Regions from separate parts of the Mus musculus genome. Here region 2 is linked to region 1. Evidence: chromatin contacts called from public promoter capture Hi-C data. All regions are on one chromosome and are shown on one strand. Each heading gives the region's core, a stretch centred on a gene start, on an enhancer-like site or on the middle of the called end of the contact. The rest is flanking DNA. Distances are from core to core; before and after follow the strand shown. Region 1 holds the start of Casc1 (cancer susceptibility candidate 1). Region 2 holds the start of Tuba3b (tubulin, alpha 3B).

What was found. Promoter capture Hi-C pulls out the DNA fragments that hold promoters and counts their contacts.
Region 2: a promoter capture Hi-C map of liver shows a contact between it and region 1, with 2.8 times the contacts expected there. The contact joins the promoter of Tuba3b here to the promoter of Casc1 in region 1. A contact is called at or near these places in 2 of 39 promoter capture datasets (liver and pre-B cells).

The regions. Positions count from the first base shown.
Region 1 is chr6:145,208,748-145,214,132 of GRCm38.p6, reverse strand. It overlaps Casc1 (cancer susceptibility candidate 1), which reads left to right and starts at 3,163. Exons shown (of 16, transcript NM_177222.4): 1 at 3,163-3,326. The coding sequence starts at 3,324. It overlaps Etfrf1 (electron transfer flavoprotein regulatory factor 1), which reads right to left and starts at 2,986. Exons shown (of 3, transcript NM_133688.3): 1 at 2,881-2,986.
Region 2 is chr6:145,612,448-145,617,920 of GRCm38.p6, reverse strand. It overlaps Tuba3b (tubulin, alpha 3B), which reads right to left and starts at 1,958. Exons shown (of 5, transcript NM_009449.3): 1 at 1,832-1,958. The coding sequence starts at 1,834. It overlaps Gm38475 (a long non-coding RNA gene), which reads left to right and starts at 3,602. Exons shown (of 3, transcript XR_378153.2): 1 at 3,602-4,030.

The DNA of each region.
Region 1 (5,385 bases), core at 1,914-4,413:
TTTTGACCCCAAAGGGGTCATGACCCAGGGGTTGAGAAATACGGTAGTAGAAGCACTACAAATGGAACTGCCCATTTGGCAGTAAGTGCCACCTAGTAAAGGTGTGCACCTGTAGACTTGAGTGTTGTGTGCATGTGTGTGGTTTTTAGTGACCTTTCTATAATCTGGTACTAGCTTGTTCCCATATTACAGGATTTATTTTTATTTTAGCTTCCTGTCAGTAATTCTAAAACTCATGTCCAACAGCAAAAAAGCTGGTTCCTATTATCCTCATTAATTGACTTTTTTGGATCATCACTTCTACTAGAACCAAATTCTTACCACTGTCACCACCTCGTACCTTCCCTCCCAGATCCCACTCTTGCCTGGAATGCTCACCCTGTCCTAACTCCAACAACCTGTGCCACTACCCTCTCCACCCAATCAGTGTCCTCTTCTGCTAGGCTGCTGTCACAAACCACTTTTACCTGAGACCTGTTTCCTTTGTCTTGAATTCTTAAGGTCTCCCAGCCCTTCATCCTGTCCCTTAAGGCTGCTGCTTTTGCTTAGAGCCAGACAACTAATATCTTTTGGACTGTATTATTCAGGAAAAATAAAATTTCAAAGTAGATTATTTTTAAAGATGAATTAAAGGTTACTTTACAATTAACTAGCAGAAAATGGAGATTCTCAAAATTCGTCCAAAAATTATTGTGTTGAGCTGGATGGAAGCTGAGGCAGGGGAAGACCCTTAGTTCAAGGAGAGCTATGATTGAAGTTACATAGTGGCACCCTGTCACTAATACTGACAATTGTGACTGGTGTTGCGTTTAGTGTCCAAGTGTACAGATCCTAGTTGATTCTGCTTGCTTCCTCTTGGGAAGAGTAGTGAGTGTCCACTGAGGTTTGCTAGGGTTGACTCATAGTCACTCATGGGCTCCAGCTTCCAGAGTCTTACTGCCATAACCATCTCTCTCTTTTCTCTTTTAATTTCATGGTTTGTTTTCTTTCCCTGAAGATTTAGTGTAATACTGAAAGGTAATTTAACAGGTGTGTTTAACTAATAATATTAACAGTGGGAGTAGGGAGAGAGGGGAGGAGTAATATAATACCAGGATGGTATACCTTGTTGAAGAATGACTTAAAACTATGTGGCTTGAAATTATTATATAGATAAAACTTGGCATTTGTAACTTGTGAAAGCTTTTAGAGACCTGCCTTAGTTCTCCTTCCCAATTGCTTTTCCCACAGAGTATGAGTAATAAAAGATTCGCCTACCCCTGCCCCATGCACTTTGATGGTAATTTATGATACAGTTGATTTTCAGGAATTTTTAGTTTATTTTTGCTGCTGGGAAAAACCTTTAGTTTGCAAACTAGAAAACAACTTAATTGCTGCAGAGACCTGCATGGAGTCCTGGAAGTTATCAAAGTTGGATGAGTGCATGGCTCAAAGTCACGGGCTATTCCAGGAACATGGATATGTGCAAGGAGGAGCTGTAAGTCCTTTCTCCCTGGGGACTTTGAGTAAAGGAATGATGGCGTTGTCATTTTAGTAGGACACTATTATTTCTAATAGGGGCTTGATGCCCAATGATGTTATTCTGCCCCATGATGTTCAAGTGACCAAAAAAAAAAAAAAAAAAGCTGAAGGAAATGGAGACGGCAGTGTATTGTTTCAGTGGTCTAGTGAACTAGACTCAGTATTCCTTCAGACTGTACTGGAAAACTGTCCTGTCAGATTTCCCCATACCAGAGGTTGTGCGACCATACGCCTTTAGATGGTACAGGTACATGACAGGAGAGAGGGGCTAGTACAACCCGTGTCAAGATGAAGAGATGCCAGAAAGCAGCCCTCTTATTACTCACAAATCCTGCCCAGGGACTAGAGGACATCAAAACTCAAAAAAGCATGCACAGAGTCTTGAACCATGGGATCTAACACATCTCTACTATTAGTTTTCCTCTTAGGAGAGAAGTTGATAATGACACAGTGATTTTGAGTAAGGCCATTTCTCCTGAGTCACCATGTTAATTACTGTACTTCCACACCACTTCCTAGTTTAGTCTGAGGTTTTCTGTCACTAAACACTAGTAGTTGCTTTGTTGAATAATTCAAAACAAAGGCTACCTTCCATACCTCAACAGCTAAGATAAAACAAATTTGAATTTATATGCAGTAGGTGTTAAGTTTTTATCTCATTACCAAGGTTCGGAGGGCAGTAAGGTCTTAAGTGTTGTGCAACCAATGACCTTAACCCACAAAAACTAGCTGTCAGTCCTACTGAACAGAACATTTAGTTTATGTAAGGGACAGAGCATTAGTACTCTATCTTGGGTTAGACGGGCCGTAAGCTGGGGTTGGGTTAAAGAACTGTCTCCATTCCTCTACGTCTCAAGTGCCTTTTCTTATGGAGAAGGGCTGAAATTCTGCAGGCTGCCACAACAGTACAGCGCTCCGTGACCTTGGGACAACAATGGCTTACTGGTTCTTAGAAGTCACGTTAAACTAGTGTGTGAGCAGCTCTTGAGAAGGGCGAATGCTTTGCATAGAAACTAAACTCCCACGATCAGTGAAGAATCTGTACTACTTTAATATCAAGGTAGCGACCCTCTTGGAGCTCGCCTTTGTGGCCAGATGACTCCCTGGGGGACCCGCCCGGAACCTATGGCTTCACCTAGTCGTGAGCTGGCGCCATTCCCCAGATCCCCCGGGAAGGGCTCGTCCAGACGCAAAAGAAGCGAGGAAGAAACCTTTTTACAAGGCTGGCCGTGGCGGGCCTCGGCTATAACCCCAGCTCTCAGGAGGAAGCTGAGGGATGCCCGCGAGTTCCAGGTCAGCCTGCGTTTCAGTGTGAGACGCAGCTCTCCCCACGCCCGGAAGCCCTCGCCTAAGGCATACTTCACCACCAGCAGGTCTGGGGTCCAGACGACAGCTTGCTCAGACCGCCTCACTCCAGCGCTTTGCGGCACCACGGCCGTAAATGCTCCGACCGTCTGCCGGAAGTGGGCGGAGCTGAGAGGCGGGGGTGGGCTCAGGGCGGGACTACAGGCAGCAGTGTATGGGACTCGAGGCCGCTTTCTTTGCTGGGGCGGGGCATCAGGCGGAAATGGGCGGGATTAGGTAAAAGCCGCGATGTGGGCGTACCTTATGTGGGAAGTGTGGCTTGTGTAACCAGTCTACGACTTGGGCAGTACTCACCGGAAGACTACAGTGCGATTGCGCAGGTTGTCCTTCGCAAAACACTGGGAGTTGTGAGTGGGCGTGGCCTGTCGTCTTGACAACCGTGAGCGTTCCTGCTCTGCAGAGTTCACTTATCCCTAAGCAAAGTTCCTGCTTCTGTCATGGTAAGCCAGGAAAGTGAGGGAGACAGGAAAGGGGCAAGTGCGGATTCCACTTCAGCGCTGTCGAGGGAGGGCAGGCAGACAGGGGCAGTGCGATCCAGAGGTGGCGAGATCCAGATCTTTGCAGTGACTAAACTTTACTAGCTTCCGGTGATGTACATTCCCACTTTGGCTCTGACTGCCTTGTCAGAAAAGTTTTCATTCCAACGCAGAACAATATGGAGCAAATTTCGTGTGTTGTTTCCCATTCTCCATCAAGAGATCATCAATTATCACACTCGTTGAGGGGAGATTCAGAGTGCATTATTTGTGTTTGCTGGCTGGAAGCCAGAGACACACAAAGGAGAATATTACAGCCCTCCGGCTCTGTCAGTTAAGCAGAATATCAGACACAAGCTTTACCAAGGTAACAGCTGGTGTATCTAAAGCGGAGTAATCAAGCTATTAAGGGTAGGAGAGAAGAAAAGATTGGTGCTTTTCAGTCTCTTTTAAGATATAAGTATGTATTTTCTGTAAGTGGTGGGAAGAAATGGGTAGTGAAGGCCTCCCCTGGCAAGACCCCCAATGGGTCATCAGCCAAGTTAAGACTGCTGGCAAATTACAAGAACAAGCACGTATTTGCTACATCGAAAGGTGGATTTAATTTCTTTTTCCTATCTACATAGCACTGTTTCTCAAAGACTTCCAAGCCATTTGGGGGAATATTTAAAATGTAGATTCCAGGAGGTTGCAGCTTCAAACCTAACTGTATCATGGGGCTTCCAGGAAACAAAGTACCATAAACATGTTTGCTTAAACAGTAGAAACTGCTTACCTCACCATTCTGGAGACTGAACATCTGGGGTCAGGGTGTCAGCATGGGGGCAGGGATTTATTCAGATCTCTCTTCTACTTCTAAATAGTTCTTTAGTGTGTAGCAGTGTAAACTCATTTTTTTCATACGATGCTTATTTTCTTCATGAGGGTCTGTATCCAAGATTCCTCTTTGTAACCTGTACCAGCCATATTGAGCCAGAGGCCTGTCCAGTTCCAGTATCAGCTCTTCTTAATTGGGTGAAATAATTACAGACCCTTTTCATAAGCAGGTCAAACGCTAACACACAAGAAGTTAAGATTTTAGTATATGAATTTGAAAATGCATAATTCAACCCCACAATCTAAGGAAGTATACAATTCAGGAAGGGAAGCAACTATACTGTAAGTCCAAGAGGACAAATTTCTCAAAAAGCTTGTCAGGAAGTCCTTTGCCACTTGAACGTTGAAAAGTTTTACTACTGATGGCTCTTATGTTTATGTGAAGGATAAAGATAGGACTTTCCCCACACCTGTTTCATGTTAGAAATACTAGTGAGGGATAAAAATGTGCCCATCATCTTTAGGATATGCTCTTTGAGGAGGATATTTACATAGCCTACCATACAGTATTTGTTTCAAGATGGAAATATGTTAACAATGTGTCAGGGAATACTACAGCCAGGATAAAAATTATTTGTAAAAATCACATGAGAGCAAAGCCTCCCTCGTTGCTCTCTCCCTGATGAATATTTATGGAGAGAATTTCTGAAATGTGTGCACCTTGCAGGAAGATGTCGTCTAAATCTCATTTACTGTGTGCCAAATTTGGCACTGGCATTTTAGAATGATGTTCCCATGGCTCGAACCAGCCCTTCCTATGTGCAGCTCTTCAGATATGTAAACTGTGTAATTTACACTCAGACGGCCTCTTACAGGTTCTTTACCAGAGAGCTGATGGGCACACAGGCCTTCTCAGGAGTTTACGAATAGCATCACGGGAAATACCTGTACTTGTAAATCAGTATTGAAGGACAGAGCTTTCCAAAAAGAGCAGACTGACTGTAAATCATGTGGCTGGGCAGTCTTCACTTCATCGTTAATTGGCAAACTTGAAGAAACTGATTCTCTCCCCATTTTTAAAAAAAAATACTATCAATCTTATGTAATAGAAAGGTTTCTTTTAGACAGCCGCTACATCTGCAAATTTGAAATAGTATCAATAGTCAGTAATGCGTGGAGATTTAGGGCATCTTTTCAACCAGTCCTT
Region 2 (5,473 bases), core at 709-3,208, 400 kb before region 1:
ATGTAAGCCATCACATGAGGCTAACCATACTCTTCAGTAGGAGTTCACCCCAGAGTATAAATGTTTGCCACTTTTCAAAATATTAAAGTTTAAGACTTGCACACCATACAATGTCGACAATTAGCTCATCATGGACAGTCACAGTAATTCTCTGGAAAATAATCTATGTGGTTTTAATAGTGGCCTGTCTAAAGGATAAGATATACTCTAATAAAAAAGACAGAATAGGTCCCAGGGTACCCAGCCCTAGCCTGGGTAGTCACTGTGTTTTTTATCTGCCCATCTAGAAAATCTTGCGTTCTAGTTTCCTGCCACTTTTCTTTCTCTTTTTTGTTTTAAGATAAGGTCTCACTATGTTTCCCTGGCTGACTTGAACTCACAGAGATAATTTGCCTTCATTCCTGCATGGGTTTCCACTGGCAGACTACATAGCCTGGAAGTCAAATAAACCCCTTCCTCCTAAAAGTCGCTCTGGTGTTTTTATCCCAGCAACAGAAATCAAGTTAGAATATGTTGCCAAATTCCATGCACGGCAAGGATTTCACCATAAGAACAAAAGGATGGGGGCTGAAGTGCCTTCTCAATACATTTCTTAATGAAAAAATAATGATCAAGCCAGGTGTGGTGATACAAGACAGGAACTAGCTCAATTATGAGGCTAAGGCAGGGAGACAAGTTTGAGTTTACCATGAGACCCTGTCAAAAAAAACAAACACATTCCGGCTGTTTAGACCTAGATCTCATTTGGTATTTGTTAGCATGTGTTCCTTTTGAGTGAATATAGATATTTTAAAAAGTTCCCTGCCTAGGGCAGGAGAGATGGTTTGTTTGTTAAGTTCTCCTCTTTCAGGGACTGCCCATGACTGCAGCCTCTGGATAGTCACTGCCCTCTCTGGCTTCTCTGGGAAATGGCAGTCATGAACACACACTTCCCAAAGACACACCTACACATTTTAAAACAAACCAAAAACTTAAGAAAGGTTCTCAGTTTTATGTTTTCCCCCTTAAGGTCTTGTAGCCTGTGCTGGTCTCAAATTCACTACCTCAGATTAGTCTTGGGCATCCAAGTTCCCTACCTCTGCCTGCATAGTGTTTGGGACTGTGGCATGCCACACCATAGCTCATATACCTTCTAAAGGGCACAAATGATTCCACTTATAAACCACCTAACATGACAAGGAGCTGCAGGCACAAAATACAAAAACTTCTTTGGGAAGTTTGGTGGCCAACATCTGTGATTCTGACAGAGAAGGCAGAGGGCAGGACTATCAGAGTCTGGAGGATTTCCCCCTGCACAGTAAGCTAGGGACCAGCAAAGGCCGTGAGAGACTCTTAAATTTCCAAACTGAAGCTGTCTGGGCTCGGTCACTTTCACTTTCACTTTCCTATGGTGAGCATTAGGCCAGAAAGCTTGGTAGCTTCTAGAATCTTCTGGAACCCAGGCGATTGATTGTTTTCTCAGTCAAGGGCACTGGCATCAGAAAACACAAAAGTTCCCTTTCCAAAAACCCATCTCGGCACTCTCGAGACTGGAATCGGACGAGGCTAAGGCTGGAACTCTTGTGCCTCTTTTGTCAGGTGCTGTTGGGCTGGGACTCCAGGCAGGTTCTGCACCCCAAGGTGCATCTCCCTCTTGAGAGAGTTTGGGCCATGAGGAGATGCCAGGCTCTGAGACCTAACACCCCCATCCCACCCCACCCCCTGCCGGGGACCTGGGAGAGGAGAAGCGGGCTCCCAGCCGCTTCGCTTGCTCACCCTCACAGGACCCCAGACTCTGAGGAGATGGCGTTCTCCCTCCCGTGGGTCCCACCCCGGTTCGGGCTGTTCTCACCATGCTGAACTCCTAGCAGAGCACCTCAGCCGATCCTCAGAGCTGCTCCTCAACCGCCGCTCGTGCGCCCAACGGTCCAGGCTGGATGCTCCGGGTACTTAACGCTTTCTCCCTGGATGCTCATTAGTCCAGAGCGTCTCGGGGGCAGGCTTAGGCGCCACGTCCTTTTTGCGATTGGATGTGGCTCAATTTGAAGCGGTGGTACTTTCTGATTGGATGTAAATTTGGCGGGAAGGCTCTGGAGTGGCTGGAGGGGAGAGAACTTAGGATCGGGAGACTGGAGGTCTGCGCATCCCTGACATCCGGCTTTGCGCAGGACAAGTGGGGTGCTCAAGCTTCCCTGGTCTGCGCATGCGTGACCTGGGGAGGGCTTTGCGGCTGTGCACTCCCCCCACCATCCTGCCATGTCTCACCTCGCCTCGTATTACCTGGTGCAGAGAAGATCTCTGGCCAGACCTAAGAGAAAGGCAGATGGCCCTTCTTCCAAAGACACGAGTTTCTGGGCACCAGTTATGTACATCCTGGGAAGCCAGCATCCGTTTGAGAGTCTTCCTGAACAGTCATCTGGGTTGGGGTATGTAGCTCTGGCTGGCTCGGGATGATGTAAGGTGAACTCTTGTCTTAGCTTGCATCAGTGCTGGGACTATAGGTATGCACTGTGCCTGGTGGGGATCAGTGGACATACCTTCCTTCCTCAGGATATCCAAATGCACATAATTGAATTGAAGGCTATATAGCATGTTGTGCCATTTTATTTTATTTTATTTTATTTTATTTTATTTTATTTTATTGGCATAAACTTCTGTATCCCACCCTGGACTTGACTCTCCCTGTAACCAAGAATGGATTTGAACTTTCAAATAGTAAAATGGAAATTTTACAAGCTAGAGAGAAATACTGGCTGTCCTTCATCCCTGTGTGTATACATTTATGATTTTTTTATGTAACTAGGATCAAACAAGATTTTTAAAACCACCTTGCTGAGATTTAGTTTTCTTACTGGTAATACAATTATTCTTTTAGTGTGTGTGATTCCATTAAGTTGGGAACTTCTAGGCTCAAATTGTGGTCACTCCTCTGGCCTCCTGAGTAGCTGGGACTGCAGAGATGTACCACCATACCTTGTTGATTTTTTTCTTTTTTATGGAAGAGAGTGTTTGTTTTAGCGCACAGCTTGGGGGGTACAGTCTGGCCTGATGGAGAAGCCATAGCTTCAGATTAAAAAGAAATTATTTATTTCTTGAGTCAGATCTATCCCAACCTGCCTTGAACTTGTGCCGTCCAGAACAGCCTAAGACTTTGATTCTCTAGCCTCTACCTCCAAAGTGCGGGTGATATGAACCTATGTAACTAAGCTCTGTATATACGGTATTGGGAATCAAACCCCATGTATCTTGGATGGCAGGTGAGTACTTTACCATCTTAACCATGTTCCTGGTCATAGGCACCCCTGTTCCCACATGTCTTGGTTATCTGTTAACTGTCAGTTTGTCCCAGATCAATCAGATAGGCCTGTGAGCAAGCATGTGGGGGATTGTCTTGGTTAGTGACTGATGTAGAAGGCCGCACCCGCTGTGGGTGGCACTGATCTCTGGACAGGTGGTGCTGGGCTGTCTATGGAAATTTAGCTGTGCAGAGCGTGAGCAAGCCCAATGAGGAACATTCCTTTTATGATCTCTGCTTCTTCAAGTTCTTGCTTGGGTTCCTCCCTGACATCCCCCAGGAATTGACTGACCCGGAAATATAAACCAAACAAATCGTTTCCTCTGGTTAGTTGCTCTTGGCCATGATACCACGGCTCAGGTCAGCATAAGCTGACAGCGGTGTTTGGTGGACAAATGAGTAAAGGGAGATGAATGGCTGCAGAGCAAGGAGGAAGGTCCTCGACGGGGAAGCTGAGGTGGAACGCTAGCTTTGAGAATCGGGAGCAAATGCAGGTGTTGGGGGTTGTGTGAAGGCCAGCGGCTGTGCTTTTCCTACCCTGCTCTGAAAGCAGCACGCAGCTGTGTGTGAAGCCCGGAATGAGCCCCCCTCATGGAGCTGGTGGTGGTGTTCAACTCTGTTCACCTGGACCTCCTACGGAGGAGAAACCCATCACCTCCACAGACCGTGATCTCATTTACACACCCAGGTCTCAGAAAAGCCCCTTTGGGCAGCTTCTCTCCTGTGGATGTCAATCCAGGTTCACAGTAGTGGGAGGTGAGTGTTTGTTCAACTTCTTATAATGACACACTGAGCCCTGGGAAAGAGTTTGATTGAACGATAACCCTATAAATATGAATGAAGAATAAAATCTGGGTCTGATTGATACTGGATGAGTGAACAGTTGATAAATAGAAAAACTGCTGTGGTAGATATGTTCCCTGATGGAATATTAGTTAAGCCAAACCGTTCCCACTATATCAGAAACTATAGTGTCCAGGTGTTCTCCCATACCTGTGTAATATTGGATGGTCTGTGTCCCCAAAAGACCTGGTGTCATTGTGGATCTGATGCCCCCTCTGTGGGCTTTCCTAGAGGCTCATGTAAAGGAATTCTGTAAAATGCAGATCAAGTTCGCTGTGATTTCAGAGGGAAATAAGGTCACCTTACTCCATAAGAATGCCACCCACCTCATCCATATTCATACAATTTTCTTTAAAATTCACAACACAGTGCATTGACCTGCTCCCTCTCCTGGGACAGCCTACTCCAACCGGTCTCTCCTTGGACTGTTTGCTTATAAAATTCTGATTAAACTGTTTCAGTTGACAGAGTGCTTGCCTAGCCTGCGTAAGATCCTGGGTTCCATCTGCAGCACCGTGTAAGAGGCCATGCCTGTATTCCCAGGACCCGATCAGGAGTCAGAGGTCTTCCCTAACAGCTTGACACTTGTCTGGGCTACAGGAGAGCCTGTCCTACAGAACACAGAGAGAAAGGACAGGGACCAGAAATACAAGATTAGATGAAATTAGGAGAGAAAGGCTTTACCCCCAGGAAAGTCTCCCTACCACAATTGAGATTCAAATTGGCCATACAATTAATTTCATCATTGCTGATATCTTTTAATTTTGTTTTACATAAATATCTTCCTGTAAGGCTGAAAACAAAGTATACAGAAGGGATGATATTAGCGAAAACAGCAGACTCCTATTGCCCTGAGTGGTAGCCTTCTGCTTGGTTACTACCTGTGGAGATGAAGGCAGCAGCCTAGGGACCCACTTGGTAATACACCTGATGCAGCTATCTGAGGGCTTGGCTGCTGCACAGCACACCAGCGTGTCAGCCAGGTATCCACAGAGTTTGCCCACACTGGGTGTGCTATTTAAATCCTCAGAGTTATTCTGATTTCTTTGGCTTAGAAACCAGGACAGGATCTCAGGGCAGATGGCTTCATAATGAGTTTTTCTCCCCCTTCGGCTGAAGATTGTATTAGGCCTGGCCCCTGTCAGTATAGTTCAGCAAGTCAACTTGAAGACTAGTCTGACACCAGGAAGGTACAGCCATCAGTGGCTAAGCAAGCATTCTGAGACTGCGGAGGAGAAGGGTGTTCTGATGGCAACTTGCTGAAGAGTTCAGGGTTAACTCACAGTTTCAGTCAGACTCATTTTTCAGATCATCTGGTGGCATTCTTATTTGGATACCATGCAGGACCCTGAGGTG